Linked DNA regions of Mus musculus: region 2 is linked to region 1. A link is a contact called in public promoter capture Hi-C data. All regions are on one chromosome and are shown on one strand. Each heading gives the region's core, a stretch centred on a gene start, on an enhancer-like site or on the middle of the called end of the contact. The rest is flanking DNA. Distances are from core to core; before and after follow the strand shown.

The links. Promoter capture Hi-C pulls out the DNA fragments that hold promoters and counts their contacts.
Region 2: a promoter capture Hi-C map of hippocampal neurons shows a contact between it and region 1, with 5 times the contacts expected there. The contact joins the promoter of Sctr here to the promoter of Tfcp2l1 in region 1. A contact is called at or near these places in 6 of 39 promoter capture datasets (the 3T3-L1 cell line, the HPC-7 cell line, cranial neural crest and 3 more).

Annotation. Positions count from the first base shown.
Region 1 is chr1:118,624,056-118,630,583 of GRCm38.p6, reverse strand. It overlaps Tfcp2l1 (transcription factor CP2-like 1), which reads right to left and starts at 2,639. Exons shown (of 15, transcript NM_023755.2): 1 at 2,482-2,639. The coding sequence starts at 2,543.
Region 2 is chr1:120,003,193-120,009,720 of GRCm38.p6, reverse strand. Sctr (secretin receptor) reads right to left here and starts at 2,741. Exons shown (of 14, transcript NM_001012322.2): 1 at 2,390-2,741. The coding sequence starts at 2,464. It also overlaps a transcript of Cfap221 not described here.

The DNA of each region.
Region 1 (6,528 bases), core at 1,390-3,889:
AACTCCCAGACTCACAGAGCTGTTCAGACTCACGGAGCTGTCCTGCTGGCTGAGTTGCTGGGACTTCAGATAGGTGTCCTTGCTAGGAACAATAAAATCCCTGAGGAGCAGAATGACCTACAGGCAGGTGAGACTTCCTTAAAGATTCTAAACTATGTTGCCACAGAAACAACTACCAAAAGATGCCCCGCCCGATCTTGATGACCCTCCTCCCATCTCCATGAATCAGATCAGCTGACCCCGCTTCACTGCACTGTCACCAGTACGATGTGTTCCCTGTACAGCATCATAAATGAGTGTCCATGAAATATAACCCAGCACACACCCCAACAGTACCTAACAGGTTCTCAGAAAGCTTGCCTTTGGGCACACCTGGGAGACATTCCCTGTGTGTATTTTTTTTTTCCTGCTATTCCTGTCTGTTGCCCAGAGTAGTATTATCAGGGCTGGCCAGTTTCACCTCCACCGGAAGCAAATCTTTCCTCTTTTCCAGCCTGGGCAGTTATTAAGGAACACAGAAAGAAGTATCATCCTGCTACCCTGAGAATTGCATAATTTCATGTTTGCCCAGACCATGTAAGTTAATAACCCAGGCACAGTTACTTTTAAATTAGAGAGAGAGAGAGAGAGAGAGAGAGAGAGAGAGAGAGAGAATTAGTTAAGAGCCATCATTCAACAGTAACTTGTTTCTGGCCTGCTGTCCTTATTTGCCAAGGAATAAAAGTCACCAGAACATCAAACAGAAAGGAGAGGGAGGGCTTAAAGGCCACCCACTATTCATTGAAATCAGATGGCTTGTAGAATTTCTAGCAGAACAAAAACTGATAATAAAAAAGGAGGGCCAGAAGTTATCAAAATGGAAGAACAAGCGTAAGGCCCAAGGTTCATCCCAGCACTACAAAAAAATAAACAAACAAAAAAACAATAAAAATTAAAAAATAATAATATGAAATTAAAATTTTAAATTCTGAAAAAGAAAAACAAGGAAAGCAAAGAAAAATATTCTTGCACTAACACAGATACACAGGGCGCAAGGAAGTCAAACTACTTGAAGGTAAAAAACAAAAACAACACCAGCTTCCAGTGGGGAGTATGGTTGGTCTTTACCCATTGCTTCCTCAAAGCACCCAAAGAAACAGTGCTGCTTTGTAGTGGCTCTCAGGCTCTCAACCTCAACGTTTGCCTTCCTCCTTTCATGCTAAGTCAAAATCTTAAAAGTATCTGAGTTGGCTCACAAAACTTCCATCTCAGGCACAGATACATAAACCACACCACGCCTCAAACAAGGATAATGTTTTATGCAACTAGATTTCAAATACTTCCGCTCAAGGTCACCTTCAACTTCATTTTTAAGATAGGATGAGATTAAATACCTAATGGCTACTCACAACAATCCAAAAGAAACCACAGGTAACCCTATAGAGTGTAATACAGTTAGCATATATTTATTCTATAGCAATTTTAACTGTGGGCTCAACACCACCACCGGGATCTGCAGTCTCATGTCCCTAGTTTGATTACCATTTTCAATGGTTTGGAGTTATTTTTTAAAAGAAAAAAAAAAAAAAACTGAAGATACACCAGTGAAACCTGGCCAACCCTCGGCTTTCTAAGAAGGGGCATGTCTTCCTAGAGGAGTTCTGAACATACATGAATCAGAAGCCAGGAAGTACAAATAACAAAGAAATCCAAAAGAGGAGACTTGGGGGGGGGGTCCAAAGAAGCACTTAAGGGTCTGTAGTTAGGGCTGACAGCCCCTGGGATGTCTTCTTGAGCCCACATCAAACACACTTTGGGTTAAGTACGGCACATATAATAAACTGTGACTAGGATGGAAATAAAGACAGGTTGAAGCTGGTTCTGGCGAGTTCAGAAAAAGAAATGCCTGCCTATTAGCCCTGCAGCCAGCTGCACCATAGCGAGGGGGATAAAAAAATCAAAGAATCCCGGAGTCACCAAAGCAATTTGGGGAGGTGAGGAAGTTCTATTTCCTAAAAGAGGGAGTTCAGAGAACTTTGCAAAATCCCGCGGGACCCTCTTCCCTTAAAGTGCGCTAGCGAAATCCCCACAGAAGAGGAGATTTCTAGGGGCCATACCAAGTTGACCCCGAGCAAGGGCAGCCACCCCCTGAAGCCCGAGCCCTCAGGGCTGCAGCGCAGACCTGCTCCCGCTATCCACCTGTGGGCCCAAGGGCCGAGAAGAGCAAAGAGCGGGCGGGGCCTGGCTTCCCGGGACACTCCAGCTCCTGATAGATGAGGCAAGTTTATTTCTCCTATTGGAGTGGGGAAGGGAGAGGAAAGGCGACGAAACCCGGCTGGGGACACAGCGAGTGGCAAGGAAACCTCGAAGAAGCAGCCCGCGGGCATCAGTGCGCCTCTTCCCCGACCATTCCCTAGGGGCCTCCCGGAGGGCCCTTCTCTGGAGGCCTGAGGTTAGTCAGCGCTCGGACCCCGATCGTAGGCAGGTGTTGCCACGTCTTACCGCAAGTAGCTGCCAGAGTTGTGCTGGTTGTAGTGTTCGGGCTGCGTGTGCCAGAACAGCATGGCTGAGGCTTCCGCAGCACCGGCCGGGGCGTGGCACCGAGCTGGACGCGGCAACCCTGGCCGCCGTCCACCTTTAAGCAGCACCCACTCGAACCTGAGTGGGCTGCGGCCGGCGCCTTTTATAGGCCGTCAGGTGGGCGTGGCATTAGGGGCGTGGTTATTGCAGGGCCGTCCCTACGGCTAGCACGGCCGGAGGGAGGCGCTGAGCCGCACCTGCCGGAGCTGTGCCTTTCTGGGAGCTGGCACTTGCTTAGCTACTGACCCTGGGGACACAGCCACTCTCGCTGTGGCCTACTGGCCTCTGAGCTTCCACGCTGAGCCCAAGGCAGTTGCTCAGGGCGAGATTGTGGCCAGGAGCACCTAAGCACTCCCCTTAACGTTTTTGTTTTTCCTCGCTCTGAACACTGACCTTATACCCTTTTTTCTCTGTTGCTTTTACTTGTCTTTAACTCCATGACTAGCTCACTGAGCATATCATACATGAAGTCACCTAGCATACACAAAGCTCTAAGCCCAGGTGTGGTACAACAGGTCTCTAATCCCTGCACTGGTAGAGGCAGGAAGATCCAAAATTCAAGGTCATCTTCTGCTGCACAGTATATAAAATAAAATAATAAAAATAAACTTAAAAGAGATGCCTGGGCCTCTTACTCAGAGCCCAGAATCAGTCCTTAGTCTGAGTCCAGATGAGCCTAGGAAGCATCAGAAAAGAAAGTTTCAGACAGGTTTGTGACAGTCCTTCTTTGACAAACTGGGCTCGTGTGACATGCAGAAGAGTTTAGGAGATGGGATGAAGTGTCCAGGTGTCAGAAACACGGGAGGCAACGGGAGGTAAGATTCTCTTTCCACTTCCTTTAATAGGGTTGTTTTTAAGTCTCTGTGTGTGGGTGGGTGGGTGGGTGGGTGTGTGTGGGAAGGACACTGTGCCTTAGTGTGTGTGCAGTGTAAACAGCTTGCAGGAGTCATTTCTTTTTCTTCTACAATGGGAGTCTGGCTATGCAACTCAGCAAGGACCTGTGCTGTGCTGCTGTGCCTGCCACCTTTCTGCTCCTTTAAGATTTTGGATGTTCTTTATAATTGGCTTTTGGAAAGTCGAGTCTGCCTGAATGTGAACAGTAGTAGGCCATGGGTAGATGGGCAAGCAGAAAGGTACACAGTTCCTAGAGGTGAACCCACAGGGTGATGTCTCAGGACCTCATTAGGCATACGTTCTGCTTAATTGAATGAGTCTATAAAGACTTCCTGGGCCTGCAAGCATAGGCACACAAGTCCCCCTTCCTTTGCTGGCTCTGCACTGTCTCCAGCCACAGGTTGCTGCTCTGTGAGAAACCCTTGGGATACTCCCTGTCTGCCTCTCCAGGGACCACCTCTGCTGCTCTTGATGCTCCTAGAGGTCACATGTGTCAGGGGTTGGGCAACATTCCTGTAGCTATCACACCCAACTCTGTGGATGTGTGACAATGCAAAGGCCATTTTAGTCCTAGAGCTCTCATGGGAGAAACTGGAAAGTGATCACCTCTTCCCTTCCCAGCTCTCCCAGATACCGATACTAAAGAATTCTGTAACCAACATCCTGAGCACTAAGTTCTCCATCAGGGACCAGAACGGGGACATGCTTTCAAAAGGAGAGCACCCTAGGATAATGTCAAGAAGCCAGCCCTTCCAGAGGCTCCTATCATTCTAGCCAGGCAAGTGGACAAGCAGAAGATGACAGAGGGAAGTGTTACTATTATGGGAACCATGTGTGTGTGGTGGTGAGACCAAGACTGCCTTTGAAACTCTCCAGGTGTGGGTGGCAGTGAAGCTAAAGCCTAGCAGAGGTGAATGTGGGAATGCCCTCAGACACACATCAAGTGCTAAGGCTTGCAGAAAGGGAATCCACAAACACAAGCACGCTCCAGGGGCTCTGCCTTCACTGCTGAGCTGTCAGCTGTGACCTGAGTGGGGGTTAATTGAGCCCAGGGTGTTTGTACCAAGTGTCTGTATTGGTCCTCACCCCTTCCCTTCCAAGTGGGCTTGTCACAGGCATAATGCTAGACAAGAATCAGTCAGATTCATAGGGTACCACGAAGACTCCCACTTTGTCCAAGCCCTAAAATAAATCTGTTGGAGAGGAACTGCTTTCTGGCATCCCATCCCCTCAGGGCTCCAGCAAAGACAAACTTCAGTGGAAACTCCTTCCAAGCTGAGGATCCCGGCCCTAAGAACCTAAAACTAGGAATAAAAAGATTTACTTTCTGGGTTTGTTAAGAGCTTTCGGGGAAGAGGAAAGTGGATTCTTTTGTCCAAGTGTGTGGCGGGTGACCACAAAACTCTCTCCGGAGGGCAAGGGCAGCCTTTTGATTCCTGCTGGGAGGATAAGGATGAATTTGAGCTTTTGACTTCTCAGTCTTTGGGAAAACAATTAGTCTAGTAAAGAGAGGACTGATATGCAGATGAACCACTTCTTTTTGGTCTCTATTTTGTAAATGTATGTGATTTGCATAGACGGGAATATCAACTTTTAAAAACAATTTTATTTGCAGCTGGGGACATAGCTTTCAGAGGACAACTTGTCTCAATTGGACTCAATTCGCTCCCTCTAGCAAGTGAATCCCAGGGATCTAGCAGGGATTGTCAGCCTTGGAGACAGGCACTCTTACCTACTGAGCCATCTCATCAGCTGTGAGCCCAGTGGCTGGAACCACCACCTCCTCCTCCTCCTCCTCCTCCTCCTCCTCCTCCTCCTCCTGTTTTTTTTTTGTTTTTTTGTTTTTTTGTTTGTTTTTGGGTTTTTTTGGTGTGTTTTTTGGGGGGGTGGGGTGCGGGGGGGGGTGGGGTGCGGGGGGTGGGGAAGGGAGGTTTCAAGACAGGGTTTCCCTGTGTAGCCCTGGATGTCCTGGAACTCACTCTGTAGACCAGGCTGTCCTCGAACGCAGAAATCCACTTGTCTCTGCCTCCCAAGTGCCTGGCGGCTGGAATCTTTTTGACACATTCTCTCACCTAAGAGCCTGGGGTTCAGGAGGTGGACACCACAGCTGTGCCTTGGGTCTAGCCTATACACCCAGGTCCCTGCCTTTTGATGACCACAGTCCCAGAGTTCTTTTCTTCACCTAGTACTGGGGGGTGGGGGGACGACTTGATCAACATGTATGTCTGCCCTGAGAATCAACCTGAGGGTCCCTCAAGAACAAAAATAAGCCTCCCATTCCTGCAGAGTCCCTAGGAGCCCCCCATTTTATCAGTTCCATGAGGGACTCCCAGTTTTCCTTGGAGGTCCATATGACTCTGAAGCCTGCACTCTTGAGAATATGGTTTGAATGGGCAAACAGGAGGTCATAGTGGCCTGGAGAGAGGAGCTGGGATTTGGCTGGAGGTAGAATGTGTAAGCATTTTTAGGGAATTATCATGAGCTCAGGGGCCAGCAGCTGTAGGGGAGTAGAGGAAGCAGTGGGCAGGGGTCCAGTTAAGCTATAATGCCTCTCAGTGGATGCCTTGGGGGACTCCAGAAACCAGATGGTAGCAGGGCACCAAGTGCCCTATCCAGGACCAGACACATCAGCTGGGCATGTTAGCACCTGCCATGTTCTCTGAACTCAAAGCCATCACTTACAGCCAAGTTGATGGAGCCTCTTGGAGCTGTTGTAGATCTTTGTAAAGGTACGTGTGTGAAGCAGAGCAAGCTTAGCCAGGGACTTCTCTTGGCTGTGTACCTCTCATCCCTTGTCCAGTTACTTTAGCAGTTGTAGCAGCGGGGTAGCTCCTCATGAGCTGACTACAATTACTTTCTGTTGCAAGGAACAGAAACCCAAAGTAAGGGCAGGCAGGCAGGCAAGATGGTTCTATCCGTGGGTCCCACATGGCAGGAAGAGGAAACTGACTCATGCAATGTATTCTCTGACTGGCACATACACATCATGTCAATAGTGCACCCGCACATATATACACAAACACACAACACATAATAAAATGTAATAAAAAAGAAACCATAAATAAGTGTAAGGGA
Region 2 (6,528 bases), core at 1,492-3,991, 1.4 Mb before region 1:
TGCCATAAGGCATAAGGCAGTGTTTTCCTGACATGCCGGGGCAGACACACACATGAAGTCACTGTAGCCCTGGTTACCTAAACAAATCGAGGCAGTGAACATAGCAAGAGGTATGAGAGAGGGACGTATGAGACCCTCCACTTCTAGTTGAGGAACTACAGGCAGTTAATCACTGAAATGGAGATGGGGGCGGGGGGAATCAGTTTTCTTCAGGGATGTGGATCCTGGTAGGTCCCCATTTTAGAGAGGATTGGCCCATACCACAATTATATGGGCAGCACAAATTCCACTCAGTGGGTTACTGGAGAGAGAGAGAGGAGGGTGGTAAGCTTGGGAGGGGCTGGGATGAATCCAGGAAGAGTTAAGGGAAGACATGGGGAGTGAATATGATCAAAATATATTATTAATATTATAATAAGAAACAATAGAGCTAGCATAGAGACATAATGTGCTTTAAAAGATTTTTATATTCATGGGTATTTTGCCTGCATGTATGTCTGTGTACCATGTGCATGCCTGGTAATTCTAGTTTGTGGCAAGTTGACATTAAAACCATAAGCCATACTAGCCAGAGCTAGGGAAGTGGAGACAGGAGACTCCCCAGCTCTTACTGACCAGTCTGTCTGTTGTACTTGGTGAGTCCCAGGGCAGGGAGAGGCCTGGCGTCAAGAAACCAGGGTGGCTAGCACATGAGGAATAAAAGCCAGAAGAGGCTCTCCAGCCTCCACATGCATATCCAGGCTCCTGCACACACAAATTAGCTGTATGGAGCAAACCAGCAGAGGTGATGCACTCAGTTTCTTATGGTAAACCCCTTCAGCAGTCACTGTTTTCGGTTTCCACTTGCAAAAGAACTTTCTGAAACCTCCCCTGTAGGAAGAGGCGAAGACGGGGGCTAGGACCACACACGTCAGTTTTAGTGGTCTCTTTGGAAGACACCTATGATGTCCCTCTGAGGGAATGCCAAAAGGAAGGAAGAAATTGTCTTTATTATCCTCGAATCTCAAAATCCAACAGCCAAGCACTCAGAGTCAAAGGAGCGAAAGGAAAAGTTGCAGAAGCTGGGAAATAGTCCAACAAAGTAGGCCCTTCCACCCTCATTTATTAAAGGCGTTTTCTACCACAATCCTCAAGAGATAGAATCACAGGTCTGGATAAGCCCACACAATAACCAGAGGCCCACGTGAAGCCTTTCTCCTAGGGATGTCCACACTGCCCATGTGTGTGTTAGTGACATGCAAATACAAGGTGTACAAGGAACAGAACAAACCTCAGGCAGGCCAGACCCCACCCCCTCCTTCCAAAGTGAGGAGTCTAAAGATCTGGGCACTAGTCCCAGCCTGGCTCCTAACATGCTGATCAAAAGCAGGTCTCCCACTGAGGGCTTTGATCGGCTGTAAAATGAGGGACTTGAACAGACATACACAAGCAGCCGTCTCAGGTGCAGTGAAGACTTGAACCAAGCAAAGCCTCAGTTTCCCCATCCGTTTATTCCCGAGATCATCACCTTTGAGACACAAATGTAAGCTGAACCTGCTCCTGCCTCCCTGGCACAGAACAAAAATGTCCCAGGAAACGGGAAACAATGTTTTTGACCCAGATGGCAGCTCCAGGATCCATTCCCTGTGGTAACCCTGGAGTCCAACCCGGCAGCTTTGACCTTCTTCCCAGTTCTTCCCATCCTGCCAGCCTCAGTGCAGCCTGTCTCTCACTCAGATATCCCAGGGGAAAGTTCCCAGAAGTTTCTATGGGAAAGCAACACAAACCACTACCCGCCTGGCCTCTCTCTCCCCTTCCTCCAACCTTCTTCCTCTCCTACCCGAGTTTGTTGCGACCTACTGCTCCCAAGACGGGCAGACTTTAGAAAGTCAGTCCCTCCAGGTCACAGAGGGCTGAAATGATCCCACACAGATGGAAAAACTAAAATTTCCCATCTGCACAACGGAGCACGTGAAAAAACAAAAAACCGCTACTAGCCTGAACAATGTGGTTCTGGCTTTATTCTGACAGTAAGCCTTTCCCGCCCCCTTTCTGAGCCTTGGCCGGTGCCTGAGACCACGGGTCTCAAAAGGGAACGAGGGTGTTTTGACAAAACCCTAGAGTGCAAATGTCTAGCACGCATCGTTGCCGGGGCGGCTACAGAATTGTCTTCTGGAAAGAAGTGAGTTTAGCGGCGGGAAGGGATGAGCGAAGGTGAGGGGAGTGAGCCTCACACAGAGCCCTTGAAGTTTTTGCCTTTGGAGAGAAGAGGGCTCCGTCAGAGTGGACGATAGTATGTTAAGGGAAGAGAGATCGGCTGCTCCCCGTAACTCCTAGGGCCGGATAGAGGACCGTGGACTGGTCCGTGGGGTCCACATCCGGGGGCGCGGGGACGGGGCGGGGTACTCACAGGGTGCGCTGCATTGATGAGCAGCAGCAGCCACAGCAGAAGCAGTGACAGCCGGGGGCTCATGGTGCTGAGCATGCTCCGCCCACTGTTGATCCCCTTTGTGCTCTGGCCTCTTCAGGAGCTGGGTGTCCGTCTCTGTGTCCAGCTCAGCGTCCTGCATGTCGTCCAGGACCCTGGGCGACCCCCAAGCCCAGAGAAGCCATGGCTGGACCTACCCAATCCGACCAGACCCACAGCCAGGCTAGGGACTGCTGCTCCCTGAAGGAGGTGGCAAGACTGTTAACTAACCTGCAGTGCCTATTGATAAAGACTGGACGACAGCTCGCGACTCCACCCTGCAGGGAATAGCAGGGAGGGGTTGGGGGGCGGCACAGAGCTGGAAGGGAGGAGAGAGGAGGAGGGACCCTAGACACCCGCATAGAGGCAGCTGCAACCTCCCTCCTTCCCTTCCAATCCAGAAAGTACTTTCTCTGGAGGACTTAAGTCACGTGCCTTCAGCAGTGACAAGGTAGGCAACACCTTTTCTTTTCTTTTCTTTTCTTTTCTTTTCTTTTCTTTTCTTTTCTTATCCTCGATTGAGACATGGTCTCACTATATAAGCCAGGCTTACTTTGAACTCTCAGACCTCCTGCCTCAATTTTCCTAACCCTGGGATTACAGATGTGGTCTCCTACACCATTTCCCAGGCTGACTTTTATACAAACAGAATTAAGTCTACCTCAACTTGGTCCTACAGAACACTCTTGTTCCTTAGCTTCCAGTGATTTTTCTAGCATTAGAGTCACCACACCCAGCGCATGCAGAGCTAGAGATCAAACCCAAGGCTTCCGCCGACAGCCCAACAAACAGCACTGCTCTGTGTGAGAGGAGATGGTGGAGACTGTGGTGGCCGCTATGCTATGGGAAAATACCGTTCTGTACATTCTCCAAGTTTCAACGTCACCCTCCCTGGGAAAGAGAGGGACCATTCTTTTATGTCAATGGCCTCTTTAGTTCTAATTCAGTGCCCCAGTCACACAGTAGCAGAAAGTGGGACATTAAACCAAAGTCCCAACCATCAGAACCCTAGATATTCAATATGTCCTTCCAATGGTGTTTTAAAGGTCATCCTGAGGAGGGGAGAGGCTGTGCTTGGCTTTGGGGTAAGTTATATCAATACTTCCTGTGTGCACGCCTGTGTGGAGGTGTGTGTAGAGATTAAGGATCGGCAGTGAACGTTCTTCCTCCGTCACTCCTCCCTTACCTTTTGAGGCAAGGTCTCTCAGTGAACTTGAAGCTCATTACTTGGCTACACCTCTGGCCACTGAGCCCTAGGGGTCCTCCTCTCTCTGCCTCCCCAGTGCCAGGATAGCTAGTGCTCACACACTGCTATGCCTGGCTTTTTATAAGGTCCTCACACTGGCACGGCAAGCACTTTACAGACTGAGCCAATTTCCTGGCCCTCTTGTAGACACACTTAGCATCTCACGGAGGCAGGTTTCAAGGTTAGACACAAATCTTCAGAAAATGAAAATTTCGTCAAATGCCGAAGGGAAAGAAGTCTCCCTCCTTCCCCTTTCTTTCGGCATATCCTTCAGGATACTTTGCCTCTTTACAGCATGTGCAAATCTAAAACTATCAACAAGCCCCCAGCCAGCTTTGAATCCCAGTACCCTCTCCAATTCCTTCTAGACCTTATTATTTTTGGAGAGCGTCTCTAGCCCAGACTTGCCTTTAATTCCCTCTGATATAGCTGGGGGTGCCCTTGAGTGTTTGGTCCTCCGATCCACATGCCAAGTGCTGGGACTGCAGATACTTTCCATCACAACTGGTTTCATGTGATGCTGGGACAGATCTTTGTGATCTATGGGATGCTTTGTAAATTAAAGTTAGGCAGGCGCTCCACAGGCGCTTGGTTACTGCTTGTAGCTTCCTACTTGTCGGAAAGGGCTGAGGCGTTTCCTCTTTTGTTTGGCTAAACACAATGCTAGATACGTTTTTAGTGGCTGTGATAAAATACTTTGACAAAAGCAGCTTAGGGGGAAGAGATTAGTGTGGCTCACAGTTTGGGAACACAGCCCATCATGGTGGGGAAGGCACAGCAGCAGGAGCGAGAGGCAGATGGTCACATGGCATCCATAGTTGGGAAGCAGAGAGAGATGCATGCTGGGACTCAGCTTACATTCTCCATTTTAACTGGGTCCAGGACCGCAGCCTATGGGATGGTGCTGCCCACAGTTCTGGTGGGTCATCCTGTCTCAATTAGCCTAACTAGTTAATTGCATCAACTAGTAACATCAGCTATCACACTGAGTTAGAAAACTGTTTTATTTTCTTCACATTGTGATAAGGCTTCACCAAGCTGGCTGGTGATTCTTTGTTTTTGTTTTTGTAATTATTTCTCCGGTTATGTTGTTTCTTTTTTCTTTTCCCACAGCAGGAATAAGATATGCTAGAGGATTAACATTATTCAACAAATATTTATCAATCTCCTGCTCTGCTCCACAAGCTACATTAGGGTGATAGAGGCCTGTGGCAATTACCCTTGCCAACCTCAGCTCATGTGGACCAGCTACAGTTCTACAACGTCATCCTCTCTAGGATACTAAGAAGGATGCTACTTAATTTAAGAGTTCTGCATCACCACAAAATGAATAATTCTTTTGGTTAGCAAACAAAGCAACTGTGGAATGCAGAGTGAGCAGTTATTTTTCAGACGGCAGTAAATTCTATGCAAAGTATATGGAGATGCTATAAAGATGGTTTCCTTGGTAAAGTGATTGTAAGATAAGTATGAAGGCCTGAATTTGATCCCTAGCATCTGCATACAAAGCCAACTTTAGTGGCATATATGTGATTCTAGGAGAAGTAGAGATGGGCAGCTCCCGGGGTTTGCTTTATCTGTGAGCCCTAGGTCTCATGGAGAAACCCTGTTTCAAAACAACAAAACAAACAAATAAACAAAAAAAAAAAAAACCCAAGCTGCATGCTGCAGAAGAATGACTCCTGAGGCTGACGTCTGGCCTTCAAATATATGCACACATGTGTTCACATGTCTACGTGGTACAAGCACACACACACACACACCAAATATAGGAAGGCATCAGACAACTAAGGCTGGTGAATCTATACATTAGTTGAGCCCTACCTGTCACCAGGCTTGTAGGCCAAGCACATTTGATGGTCTATAATAGATAAGCATCAAGCCTGTCTTGGTTCCATTCTTCTTTTTAGTTACACAAACTTTTCTTGTCTACTCTCAGACCATGGACCTTGCTGAGGCTTCCAGGAAGGACAGCCTAACAGACAGAGTTAACAGGGAAGCAGCATTACCATCCCTCAACTAACTGAGCAGTGATTGGTCCTGAGACAGGCACTGGATGCATTTTGACCAGGAGTGGCACCAACACATCCTATATGTGGGCATCATGATCAACCTAATAGCAAGATGGCAGTGTTTTCCAGAGCATAGGGACATCCTTGCTGAGAATGAAGCCAGCTGGAATAGAAAGAGCCAGTGTGTAGAGAGGGATGACCCAGCAGCTGTCATCTTTGTGCAGCCACCGCTGAAGTCCTAATCTTGGTTGTCAACGTGACTACATCTGGAATTAACTAAAACCCGAGCAGCTCGGTACATCTGTGAGGGGACAATTTTTTTTCTTAATTAAATCATTTGAAGTGAGAAGACACACTTCTCTGGATCTTTAAGGTAGGATCTGCCTTTAATCCGGACCACACCTTCTGCTGGCAGCCTTATAAAGGACAAGAAAAAAGAAAAAGCTTTGTCTTTGCCAGATGCTCTCGCTCTCTCTGGCAAATCCATTCCTTCAGTGACATTAGAGCTTACTTCTTTTGGATTCCAGTGTATACTCTTGTCCAGCTGAGACATCCAGCCTTGGAGATTGAACAATTACTGCATTCTTGGATCTTCCCTTGGTAGAAAGCCATTGTTGGACTAGCTGGACCAAAGCCTGTAAGCCATTCTAATAAATTCCCTAGATAGATAGATAGATAGATAGATAGACAGACCTATAGATGCATTCTATAGATTTTGTTCCTCTAGAGAACACTGACTAATATGCTTGCCCTCCAGAGAGGCTTCCCTAAGGAATATTTGAGATTTAGTGGTTTGGAGGTTGTGGGAGGAGATAAGAGAGGAA